3 separate regions of the Anas platyrhynchos genome follow, and all the other regions are linked to region 3. The links are chromatin contacts, called in public Hi-C maps. All regions are on one chromosome and are shown on one strand. The core of a region is the stretch at or near the end of the contact, and the rest is flanking DNA. Distances in the headings are between cores, read along the strand shown. Region 1 overlaps LOC119716753 (a long non-coding RNA gene). Region 2 holds the start of IRF2 (interferon regulatory factor 2). Region 3 has its middle 13 kb from the start of ENPP6.

Region 1 (3,993 bases), core at 857-3,356, 53 kb before region 3:
CAAGTGGACCATGTAACGTGTGGGTGCTGCTTTCCTGCCTCTGTGCTGCCTGTTGGAAGAAGGTTTCAAAGGGGTTCAGGCTCCAGGGCCTTGCCACCGCACTGGAGTATCTTGTCTTGATACACACCGTGCCCTTTAAACTTTGCTTAGAAACCTGCCTTAAGTTCTCTTTACACATACTCTGCTAGCAGTTAAAATGAAGATCTTAAGCAAGCGACATCTTTTTGGCCCAACTCAGAGTTTTCTGTACATATTACCTTTGTTTCCTTCACTGCCAATGCACAGATCACCAGAACTTAGAGCAGACAGCAGACAGCTTAAATGTGGTCCGTACCTTACTTTAAATGTCTATGCCCACTGCTTCCCTGAAGACCTTTTATCTTTCTGTTGGATTGTGCCTTTCTGCCGGGAGCACTGGCCTCAGAGCAGCAGATTTCCATCCCTCCTCATCTACAAATACCTTGTGAGGTATTTGTGAAGGCTCTCCTCTCCAGGACTGCTCTTTTCCATCAGCCTCTCCGCTGACAGCTTAGGGTCTGTTTTTTCCTACCAGTGTATTTCCTGTGGTGTCCTGCTCTGTCAGCATCCCCACCTCTTCTGCTCCTTCTTGGCATTTCCCCCCTTCAGGTTGTTTTGTTTTCCCCATTCATTGCTTGACAGGAAACGTCCTCTGCCCCTTTTCTCACCTTCCCTGCTTAAAATGTCATCCTAATCCTGTGGGGTCTTTTCCTCACTGTCCCATTCCTTTCTCTTTTTCACTCTCCCCACTCATTTGAATGACCCCGAAGAAGAGGTGCTCAGCACAGGAGCTGCTGTCAGCACTTCCCTTCAAACCGTGCTGTTCCAGCTTGGTGGTTTTCAGAAAAGGCATCAAAACCTGCCCCCACTTTTCATCCCTCCTGTTCTCTCCCTCCTTTTGACTGCTGCTCCTTCTTTAACCCAACATCTCTGTGTTTTGAGGGCTCGAAGACCCCAAACCTGCACCGATGCTAAACCAACAGGTCACATGTGTCTTCCTCAGGGTGCCAGGAGAGGTCCCAGCTAAATGCTTTGGAAAACAATTACAAAAACTACAAAAAATAACACTCCTGCTCACCACCACCGGTGGGTGAAGGGTGAAGGGGTTTGCAGCGGGTTCAAAGATGCGGGGACCTGCACAGCCCCCAGTGGCTTTGTGGTGATGGCTGAGCTTGTGTTTGTGAGCAGCCTCCTCCTGCGCCTTCAGGTCCTTGTCTTTAACCAAGTATTTTTAGCCCCGCTGTCACAGGATAATGTCACAGTGATAAATGAGGATTGGGAACAGGAAATCCCAAGTACATTTTTTTATGTATTTATTTTTTTCTCGTTTCTTGTCCTGATGAGCACGGAAAACCTAACCCTGTGCTGCCAGTTATTTGGAAATGAGTGAGCAGAAATGTTTCTTACCCTCTGGGCACCATCGCAGTCACATGGTGACAGCAGCCTTCCTGTCCACAGGCCTGGCACACGTGGGCTGGGTCCTGCTGGGATGGAGCCAGGAGCACCGGGAGCGCAGAAACCGAGCAGAGGAGCCGAGCCTGCAGGGCGACTATTGGGAGCAGCCTGTGGCAGGGGCTGGGGCCGCTGGCCTCCCTAGACCGAGTGTAGCACTTGGGATGCCCCATCCTTGAACATCTTTCTGGGTCCTTTTAGCTGGGTTTTGGGGAAAAACGCGTCTAAGCGGCTAACTTTACAGGGCGGCTTGTGCATTGCAAGGATTTCAGCGCAAGCCATGTCATACGCACCTGGAATCTGCCCTTGCTGCAGAGCAGTGGTCCTCCCCCACCTGCACCAAGCAGCACACGGGCACCACTGGGCAGAGGCTGCCAGGGGTTGCCATCAAGGCTGCAGACGTGAAGACACAGGAGTGCAAACTTTGGAGCTGGCTGCGCCTCGCTGCTGTGGGCAGTGACCGGACGGGGACAGCAGGGGAGGGCGTTTGCCTTCCTCGCTTGGCAGCTGAATGCTGCCTGCAAGGCAGCCCCTGCCCTGCCTCTGCGGTGAGACTCCTGCTCCCACTGCACGGCTTCTTGCAGCGCATTGCCCAGCTCCTGCTCCTCCTCCTCCTTCTCCTCCTCCTCTGCACAGCAGGCCCCAGCCGGCCAGCCCCAGCATGAGGAGGCCATGCGGGGAACACCTCTGCTGTGTCCAGTTCCCTGCGTGCCTCTGGCTCAGTCCCAAAGTTTTCTTGCCAGCAAAGTCCTATTTAGCAGCCAGCTGCCACGACTCAGCCGGCTGCTGCTGGACACAAGTGGATGATGGTTTTCAGATGCTTGCATGCAGCCGGGCCAGCTGTAACCCTGATCTCAGGCATGGCCCTCAGTGGAACAGCAACATTTATATACATTTATACGTATACATTTAACCTAGGCAGGGCCATGTAACTAGTCCTCTTCTGCTAAAGGCGCACTGAGACAGTTTGCCTGAAAAAGGAAGCTTTTGGTTGAGTCCTCAACTTCAGCTGCACGTACGGTGGCACTGCACAGACGGGGACAACCTTGCCCAGCCCAGCCCTTTATGTCTGTGCGCCCCACGCACAGGCTACACAAAATCTCCAGCCAAACAAAGGGACCGGGGGGAGGAGGCCAGGAGAAGCCACCTGCCTCGTCCTGGGGTGCCGATGACTGTCCCATGTGGTAGGACATTTCAGGGCGTTGTTCCACGGCTCCTTGGTAGGAAACGTGACACAGCAGGCGGTGTGGTGTGCCCCGCTGCCCCGAGGGGAATGGCCGTGTGACAGCAGCCCCACGGGACACCAGCAAAAGGCGGCTGCTTGGGCAAGAGCCAGCTCGAACCGCCCTGCAGGCAGCAAGCCGGGAGCTTTGGGCTTCAGGTCACCGCCTGAAGTGAGAAAAACTGACTCAGAGAATTTAATTTTCAAAAACAGGGAGCACCCGAAAACCTTGTAAAAGCAAGTGTCTGCAGCCCTAACTTCAGGCAACATTCCCTCCCAAGCCTATAAAGCGAACCAGGCACATTTTGTTCTCACCCCTCTCCTTTGCCTTCCTCCTTGCTCGGCCCTGGGGGGCTTCCCCCGCACACGCAGCGCTAGCTTTCCGTCTCCTCTTTCTCACAGACTTCTGAGGAAAGTCATTTTTCCTCTGACTGCGGAGTTTTATTTGTAAGTAGTCTCCAGTGGACCCTGGAGATTTATTATTCACTCATAAGAAGAACCTCAAGGGCCCTCACCGCCTAAGGTAGCTGCTATATTTATTGTTCCTCCTTAAAGGTAGCCCACTCTCCTCTTATGGTTTTATTATCAGCTATAACCCGGTGTGGAGTGACTATTTCTCATGCTCCGATGCTGTACAGCACATAACGCTTTCACCAAATCACAGATTGCAGAGAAATGCTCTAAAATAAAATGAAAACCCCTCTTACTTTTGATGGTAGAAATGAGAAAAAAAAAAAAAAGAAGCAGCAGCAAAGTAAAGCCTTACAGGATGACAAATAGTTTCAAAGAGCTCTTTTGCCATGTTTAAAACATTTGCCTGTAGATGAGTGGACTTCCATTGAGCCAGAAGCTAATAAAAGACTTAATATTGACTGGAAGTATGTTGAGCACATTGCTGATTTTTAGAACTTTTAAGGAAATGTTGTTATATAGTCAAATGCCCAGTGTATATCAAAGTGGAACACAGCATATGTTAGAGTGCAATTTTATTTTAATATATATATATTTTTCTCTTAATATCACTGCATATTTTTAGATTGATTTTATCACTGCACATGTAAAAGCTACATTACCTCTCTGATGTCTCTTGGAGAAGGAATTCTCATTTGGAAGGAAAGATTATGTTGAAGAATTTGAAATATTTGTTAGAAATGACAATAAATCCTATGCATAAGTATATATTCGAGTGCATTTTAGTATATGTTTGCCTTTCTAAAACTGAAGCATGTGGGATGTTGGTGAGGAGGAGCCTGCCCGGTTGCCACCAGCCACCAGGCTACAAAAGAAGACTTCTGGATTTG
Region 2 (3,773 bases), core at 4-2,503, 58 kb after region 3:
ACCTCGCAGGGCTCCGTGCTCCCACACCAACCACGCCGTGTTTCTGACAGCCGAAAGGGCCCAGGCGTGCAGGGGGCACTCGGGGTAATTCCCCCGCGGGGCATCACCAGCGTGGGACAGAGGAGCCTCAGAAGAGGCCAGTGGCACGGAAAGATTGTGATTCAGACAGCAACCATCTGCCCCACAGATCAATCGCGCTAGTTGTACAATTATGTCACCATTTCCGTATTAGGGAGAATGTAAATTTCTGCTGCCACATCCAGCTCCCTTTTCATGGTGCTAACAAGGGCACCCTGCAAAGGGCATCCCATGCAAATCCGCGCGGGGTGCGCACCTATACAGACGGGGTGCTTCATCTCGGGAAAGGGAGGTCCCAGCCCACGCTGCTCCTGCCTCCAGGAGGCTGAGCGGCACCTGACAGCCACCCGATGACCAGGAGCAGGCTGCCTGCCTCACGGGAGCCATGAGTGCAAACACAGGAGCCCTGCGGAGCGGCTCACAGCGCTGCGGACACCCCCCTCTGCCCAGCTCAGCCCGCACCACCCCCCCCCCCTTCACCACCACCACCCCCCTGCCGGGGACGGAGCCGCCCCGAGCCCGTGGTGGCGGCGGGGCCCAGCGCGGGCCGGGTGCCGGTGGCTGCGCGCTGCCGGAGGCCGCAGGGGCGGAGGCGCCGCCCGGCGCGGCGCGGGGCGGGGGGAGGCGGAGGCGCGGCCGCCGCTTGTGTAACGCGCGGGCCCGCCGGGAGGGGCCGGGGCCGGGGCCGGGGCCGGGGCAGCGCCAGCGCCCCCCGCCCGCCCGCTGCGGGCCCGCAGCGCGGCCCCCGAGCCCCGCAACAAGTGCCTGGGTTTAATGCACCCCCCCAAATAAAATAAGCACACGCACACCCCACGGCAGCGCGGCCCGTGCCCTGCCGCCGCGGCCTCCCCCCCTCCCCTTCGTCCTCCTCCTTCCTCCTCCTCTTCCCCCCGCAGCGGCCCCGCTGCCCCCCTGCCCCCCCAGCCCCGCAGCGATCCGGGAGCGCGGCGGTACCGGCGCTGTGCGGGCAGCGGCCCCGGCCCCGGCCCCGTCGCCGTCGCCGTCCCCGTCCCTTCGCGGCGCGGCTCCCGCAAGGTTACCGCCGGTTGCCAGGGGACGCGGGCTGGAAATGCAAACAGGCGCTGAATAATCGCGGGAGCAAAACTAAAAGTGCCTCCCTCCTCCTCCTCCTCCTCCTCCGCCCGGGCGCCGAGCAGGGCCAGATCGAAAGCAAAACAAGGAGAGGAAGCGGCGAGCAGCCGGCGCTTGGAAATCCCCCCGCCTCCTTCCCTCCCTCCCTCCCTCCCCGCCGGGCCGGGCCGGGCCGGGGCGGCCGCGCAGGCGGCGGGGGCAGGGCTCGGGGCAGGGCTCAGCGCCGGGCCCGGGGCCGGGCTCGGCCCCACAGCTCGGCACGGCCCCGACACCGGGCCCGGCGCGGCCCCGCTGCCAGCAAGGGCGGCCCTCGGCTCCCACAGCCCCGCAGCGGGCCCCCGGGGGGCGGCCGGAGCTTTGCAGAGCCGCCCCCGGTGGTGGTGGCTGGGGGCAGGCTGAGGGGCTGCAGGGTGTCACAGCGGCCCAGGGGAGGGGGCTGGCATCGCTGGCTGCCTCCCCAGTGATGGAGGGAAGGCCCCGTGGGTTAGGGACACTGGGAGATAGGAGATCTGGTCCCACAGAATTACAGTACGCAAACATTTCCCTCATACACGTATACCTACACGTGTCCTCTGCACACTTACCCAGGTGAACAAGTGGTGCACACGCGTGTGGATGCACACCAGGATACCTCCGTTTGCTCGCACCCTGCTCCAGTGGGGTGGCAAAAGGAGATGGAGGTGTTCCCTGGGCACATAGGTGCCCCAAGGACACGCAGCCCTGGCCACACACAGGAGCCTGAGGTGCCTGCCCTTGTAGGTGATGAGCCCTTCTCGCCGGGGTGTGATCTCTTCACACCGAGGAGAAGGCAATCATAGCAGCATTTAGGCTGTCAGGGATCCACCACCTCCTGAAAACCACCAGGGCCTCACAGGAGGCCGTGGACCACTTGTACATATGTGACAGGAAAGGGCAAGAGAGAGGTTTAGGGAGCAAGGTTTAGAGTGCTAGGCAGGATGGTTTTTCTGCGTCTCCTGCAGAAATACAGCAGGATGGGGAGGTCAGCACCAATGGGAAAGGGACAGGTCCCAGGAGGGATGAGAAGGAGCTGTAAGGAAGGGTTGGAGGCACATGGCACTTTCAGGTACTTCCAGGAGAAAAGAGCCCAGGCAGACTGATTTCCATGAAGCCCTCATGGGACTGCATGGCTGGCCTTCAAATTGGGAAGGTCACAGGGGAGTTTTAGACCAAAGAGATGGAAAGTAGACAGGTACTGAAGAGCACTTGGGAGCGTGCATCCCCTGGCAGGGAAATCACAAGGATTCGGTGTCCTTGGGTAAAGGACAGGATGAAAGTTGGCAAGAGCCAAAGAGAGAGTGGTGGAAAACTGTCAGAAAAGATAGAGCCATATAAGCAAACTCAGGAGAGAGAAGGGGGCCCAGGGTGTCTAGCTTTAAATCAGCACATCGACAGAATGGGTGTGCTTGGAGAGGAGATCAGGGGGATGCTGTAATAACAAGACACACTTGTGTAGGAGGGTCAGGCTGGGCTGTGTCTGAAGGGAAGGGGGCTATACGCTCCAAAAGAAGCAGTCAGATCAGCTAGCTCTAGCAGCTAAAATAAATATTTTATAAGACTTAAGGTCTCCATAGGAAAATGGAAGGATTAAGATGGTAGTACCAACTCTCTGAGACAGGTCAGGTTGGTGACCCAAAACTGCTGCAGAGCAGCTGGGAAACATTAGGATGGAATGAGACCAGGAGCCCTTCCACCCCCCAGCAGGCATGGCAGAAACGGCAAACAATCAGAGAACAGCAAAGGTAATTAACAATACAGAATGACCCAGACTGACTCAACAGACCAGGACTTTTTAGGCTGTAGAAATGAGCCAATGCAAAAAAGTCATGCGAGAGAAAATACACAGTCATGAATTGAGAAGAATGGGGATGGATTATTTGCTTTCTTTTCTAATATAAGAACTAGAGAGCATCAAGTGAAACTAGCAGGTGGCAGATTTAAAGCAAACATGAGGAGGTGGTTCCTCACACAGCAGGTAATTAAACGGTGGCACTTCCTGCTTTAAGGTGCCAAAAGTTCAAAGGGAATCAAAAAAAGCACCCGAGCGCACTCAGAGAAGAAAATAATTAAAAAAAAAAAAAGAAAGAAAGAAAAAAAGAGGTGCTTTAAATGTAAGGACATGGCTTCTGCATCAAGCTGTCCCCTAAGCAGCAGATAGCTAGAGGCTGGAAGCTATTCTGTGGGTGCCTCGGTACGTCCGTGCCATGCTACGTGCTGTCATAGACGTGTGTCAGTCACAGCAGGATGGGTCTCCGAGCTAACTCATGTACTTCAGAGTCGTTGTTGCGGTCATACAGTTGTGTATCAACACCATACGCAAGCAGCAGTAGCCCTACGTGTCTTGGCAGACCTGTTGGCAAATCAGGGTTCTGCAAATGTATAGCAGCTGACAAAATGCTCTCTTGAAAACACGGGCTGTGTCTTAGGGACCAGAGGGAGGGCTTGCTTATCTGCCACGTTTCCCTGCCGACTTGCAAAAGGCTTCACAGGTTTACACCTGTGGCACACGCCAGTGTGGAAGGAATAACTTAATAAGACATGGTTTTGTTGCAACCACCTTGTTCTGAGGGTTACAAAAGGCCTAA
Region 3 (3,675 bases), core at 241-2,740:
CTGCTCCATGACCTCATCTGCCCCTTTCAGAGTGCCCAAAAGCCTGCTCCTGTGCAAACACTGCCAGCTGGGGCTAGAGCACCAGGCATCCTCTTGCATGGGTCTCCCTCCCAGTTGCAGGGGGTAGGGACAGCAGCGACATATTTTCCTGTTGCTTCATGTATTCCCAAACCCAAATCCTGTTCCTGCTTCTTTGGGAAGTGCCCATTACAAGGACACGTTGCCCATCCTGTCGCAATCCACAGGTCTATGGAGGGGCTGAGTCCACGAGTGGCTTCCGAAAACTCTGTAGGTCTCAGAAGTACCCATCTTGGGAGTGAGACAGACATTAGGGTGAACTGACTTGAGCTGGTGTGCTGGCTTTTGTGGAAAGATCTGTCAAGGAGGATTAGCCCACATGAGATATGGCTCTCAAGCCAATAATAACAAATCAAGGCAGTGGCTACAGGGTTTACTGAAGACCATACCAAATGATTTTGATGGGAAAAGTGCCTTGAAATCATATCCTACCATTAGGTGGTACTGCGTCAACTACCTTCCTCCCTGTAAGTGACTTCTACTGCTCAAGACCAGTCCCTAGTCCTTGTGATGCTTCACGAGGAGGTGACAACAAAATAGCAAAGCAACTTGAGCTGGTTTTGTGACTTCCAGGCCATTTGTTCACTAACGTTTTGAGCGACCCATTGTTATTATTTTCCTCAGTAGTTAATAGAAGAAGAGATTTTCGTGGGTTATGGGTCAGACCTGCAGTCAAATCAGCAGAAGCACCAAACCATCTTCCTCATCACTGGCAGGCCGGGAGAAGCAGGGCTGGTTTCTCTGGGCTCATCCACACCGACACTAGATGTCAGCCCAAACACACGAGTGCTTCAGCTCTCAGCTGCAGCCAAACCCACGGCCAAATTGCTGTGCTGGCAACCTCCACCCGTGAGGGACGGGGCTTGCTGCAGACAGCTGCGCCGTGGCTGGGCTGATGTGCTGTGGGCTGCCTGGGGCTAAACCATGCAGATTTGGCACCTCAGTGTGAAGTGAAACTGATGGTGGGGAGATAGGACTGGGCAGAGCACTGCTTGCACTCAGTTAAAAGCTGGGTTAAAGTGTTTCTCCTCACGGCATCCCTGCCTTGGAGTGTTTTGCCTACAGGCAGCGGTTACCAAGGCTGGTGGTGACCAAAAGTCCTGCGAAGCCAACAGAGACCGGCTGGGACAAAACAGCATTTCCTCTTATTGCCACCCTGCCTGGGAACAGAGGCAATTTCCCCTTCCCTTGTTTAGAAAACAACCTTCTTCCCTCAATACCCCCTCATCCTCCCCGTGCAGCAGGCCAGCCTGGCGAGGGCTTTGCGATCCTGGAAATTGGGGACGGGGGTCCCAGCCTGCCAGAGGTCAGTGGCTGCTGTGTGCGGCTGGCTCCACATCCCACTACTCCTGCCTGGCTCCCACGTGTGTGGGGCAGGCAGATTTCATAACACCCCTCTCTTTCAGCAGGGGGATTTCCACCAAAGCGGGTGCAAGCTGTTCTGGCTCAGACCAATACCCGAGGCGCTGCAGCCTGGCATCCCGCCGCACGTGGCCTGCTCTGTCAGCTTGGCTGCTTGGTGCTGTGTGTTTCATTGTCTGGACCCCTTCCCCAAAGAACAACAGGATGAGCAGTAGGTACAGTTTGTTCTTGTTTGCCATGAGGGAGAAAGAAAGCAGCAGCTCATGGGCTGCTCCATGAGGCGACTCGGGGCAGGCCGCGATGAGGCTCGGTTGCAGGGGCGCAGCCTTGACGCCAGGCGGGAGGGCTGCCTGAATGTCAGCGGCTTGACATCGTGCCATGTTTGCTGTTGTTATTTTTCTGTTTTTCCTTTCCACAGCCCTGCTCCTGGCCCAGATCCCAACACACTTCATCACACAACAGTTGCCCCAGCCACAAAAGGGGAGGCCGCAAGCAGCACTGCTGGCCTGAGCTGCTGCGGCATCCAGGGTGCGGGCACATGGGTTTGCGGGTGAACATCCCTCCAGGAACCCAGCACCCCTCTGCTCAGCTGCAGGCACAGGCATCCCACAGAACACCGCCAGCTGTGAAGAAGCCACATGCCACAGAAGAGCTCCAACATAAGGCAGGAAGATATTTTTGATGGGTTCACTGTGGGCATCTGCAGCTTTCTGCTGGCCAGCTTTGGAAATGGAGACGAGTGTTGGAAAGTGAGAAAGGGGAGCCAGGAGGATGCTCAGCAGGCCCCATTCACAGGGAGGGCAGGTGGCACCACCACCTTCACCAGGCACAGCCTCCAGCCCCAGCACTGCATGGCTCTGCCTGCCCACAGCCCAACACCTGGGGGCATAAGGCAAAGCTGTTTGAGCCACACTGCTTCTCTGAGCCACTTACCAGCTCCCCAAGCTCTCTGAGGGAGCTTGTGCTGCCTGCTCTGCTGTGCCTCAGTTGTAGCAGAAGGGCAAGAGAAAGGACAGGCAGCTTACATCAGCGCAGCACCATCAGCTCGTACTTGCTTGCCAAAGCACTGGGTTACTCATGGTGCTCTCCTTTTGATTATGGTCTGTTCTGTTAAACTAAGAAGTTCCCCTCTCTCGGTGGCTTTATGCTCTCCAAATAGCTCTAGCACATTTCCCATCTCTAATTTTGCATTTGCTTGCTTGTTTCTCAAGCCAGTTCTTCCAGTGTCTCTTACATCTCGTCTACTGCTGTTTGAATCCCTTCCAGTTTCTTGCCATCTGTTCAATGCCAAAGTGAACAAAATGTTCAGGGTGCAATATCCACTATGATACAGAAGCAGGAGCACTGTGTGTCTGAAGTCTAGGGCCTCCCTAGTCAAACAAAATCAAGATTAATGCATTCTTTTTGCCCCTTAAAACCATAACTTTCCTAGGTTTTTAGCATACAAGAAGTACATAGGATTCCTACTGCTTTTAGATCCTCTTCTCTTCCTTTCTTTTCTTTCTTCCCTCCCCCCCCCCCCCTTCCCATAATCCAAGGCTTGCACTCCTTTTGATTTGGGCATCCTACAGTCCACTAATGCAAACCCTCAGACCTAGGCCCACTGCCTTTTGCACCATTTATGATCTTTGCCTCACAATCACTTATTTGAATAGAGTTACAGCACTCTGGGGTCTCCTAATTGTAACATCAGCCAAGAAGTGCCCTGCAATCAATCTCCAACTTCTAAGGCTCCAAATACCCAAGCAGGCCTTTCAGTTGCTCTGGAGTCAGCTGGGGTGCTGGCTGGTTGCATCTGGTCTTTATTTTGTTCTCAGAGTCCCAGGAGAAGCTACGCCCCTTATGAAATCCTGGATCCTAGCAAGCCGCTGTTTTGATGGATCTTCAGTTGCATTTTGCCGTTCCCAGATGTTAATAATATAATGTTCACAGAAGTCAAACCAGCTGATCTTACCATTCACCATTAATTCCTGGAAACTGGGAAAAATCACACATCTTCCTTCAATCCTACAAAGATAATTCTCCCAGACCTTCTGCCCAGCCACATCTCCCATTGTGCAGGAGGGATCTTCCTCACACCCTGAGCAGAATGATCTGTTATCATCTCCTGATACCCAAAGCGTATTTCCTGGGAGGATGATGCACAAGCCTGCAGACTTCACAGCCCTTCCCTCAGCCAGCTAGGCAGCCTTCCCGTTTGTCAGCAGAGATCCTCAGCTGCTCCAGCTTTCAGGA

The links. A called contact is a pair of places that touch in the nucleus more often than the background predicts.
Region 1: a Hi-C map of skeletal muscle shows a contact between it and region 3, with 2.4 times the contacts expected there. The contact joins two enhancer-like sites. A contact is called at or near these places in 3 of 8 Hi-C or Micro-C datasets (liver, skeletal muscle and subcutaneous adipose tissue).
Region 2: a contact with region 3 is called in a Hi-C map of F5 follicle, with 2.1 times the contacts expected there. The contact joins the promoter of IRF2 here to the enhancer-like site in region 3. A contact is called at or near these places in 7 of 8 Hi-C or Micro-C datasets (F1 follicle, F5 follicle, liver and 3 more).

Annotation. Positions count from the first base shown.
Region 1 is chr4:23,766,579-23,770,571 of IASCAAS_PekinDuck_T2T, reverse strand. It overlaps LOC119716753 (a long non-coding RNA gene), which reads right to left. Exons shown (of 3, transcript XR_011808986.1): 2 at 1,426-3,993; 3 at 1-49. Among named protein-coding and RNA genes, the nearest start is that of ENPP6, 41 kb to the right of the region's middle. Within about 2 kb of position 2,106, at least 2 of the 8 cell types and tissues checked have an H3K27ac peak or open chromatin away from gene starts, as enhancers often do. A contact at or near this core is called in subcutaneous adipose tissue, where this site is marked.
Region 2 is chr4:23,654,297-23,658,069 of IASCAAS_PekinDuck_T2T, reverse strand. It overlaps IRF2 (interferon regulatory factor 2), which reads right to left and starts at 1,253. Exons shown (of 9, transcript XM_038178887.2): 1 at 1,119-1,253.
Region 3 is chr4:23,712,851-23,716,525 of IASCAAS_PekinDuck_T2T, reverse strand. No RefSeq gene overlaps it. Among named protein-coding and RNA genes, the nearest start is that of ENPP6, 13 kb to the left of the region's middle. Within about 2 kb of position 1,490, at least 4 of the 8 cell types and tissues checked have an H3K27ac peak or open chromatin away from gene starts, as enhancers often do. A contact at or near this core is called in F1 follicle and subcutaneous adipose tissue, where this site is marked.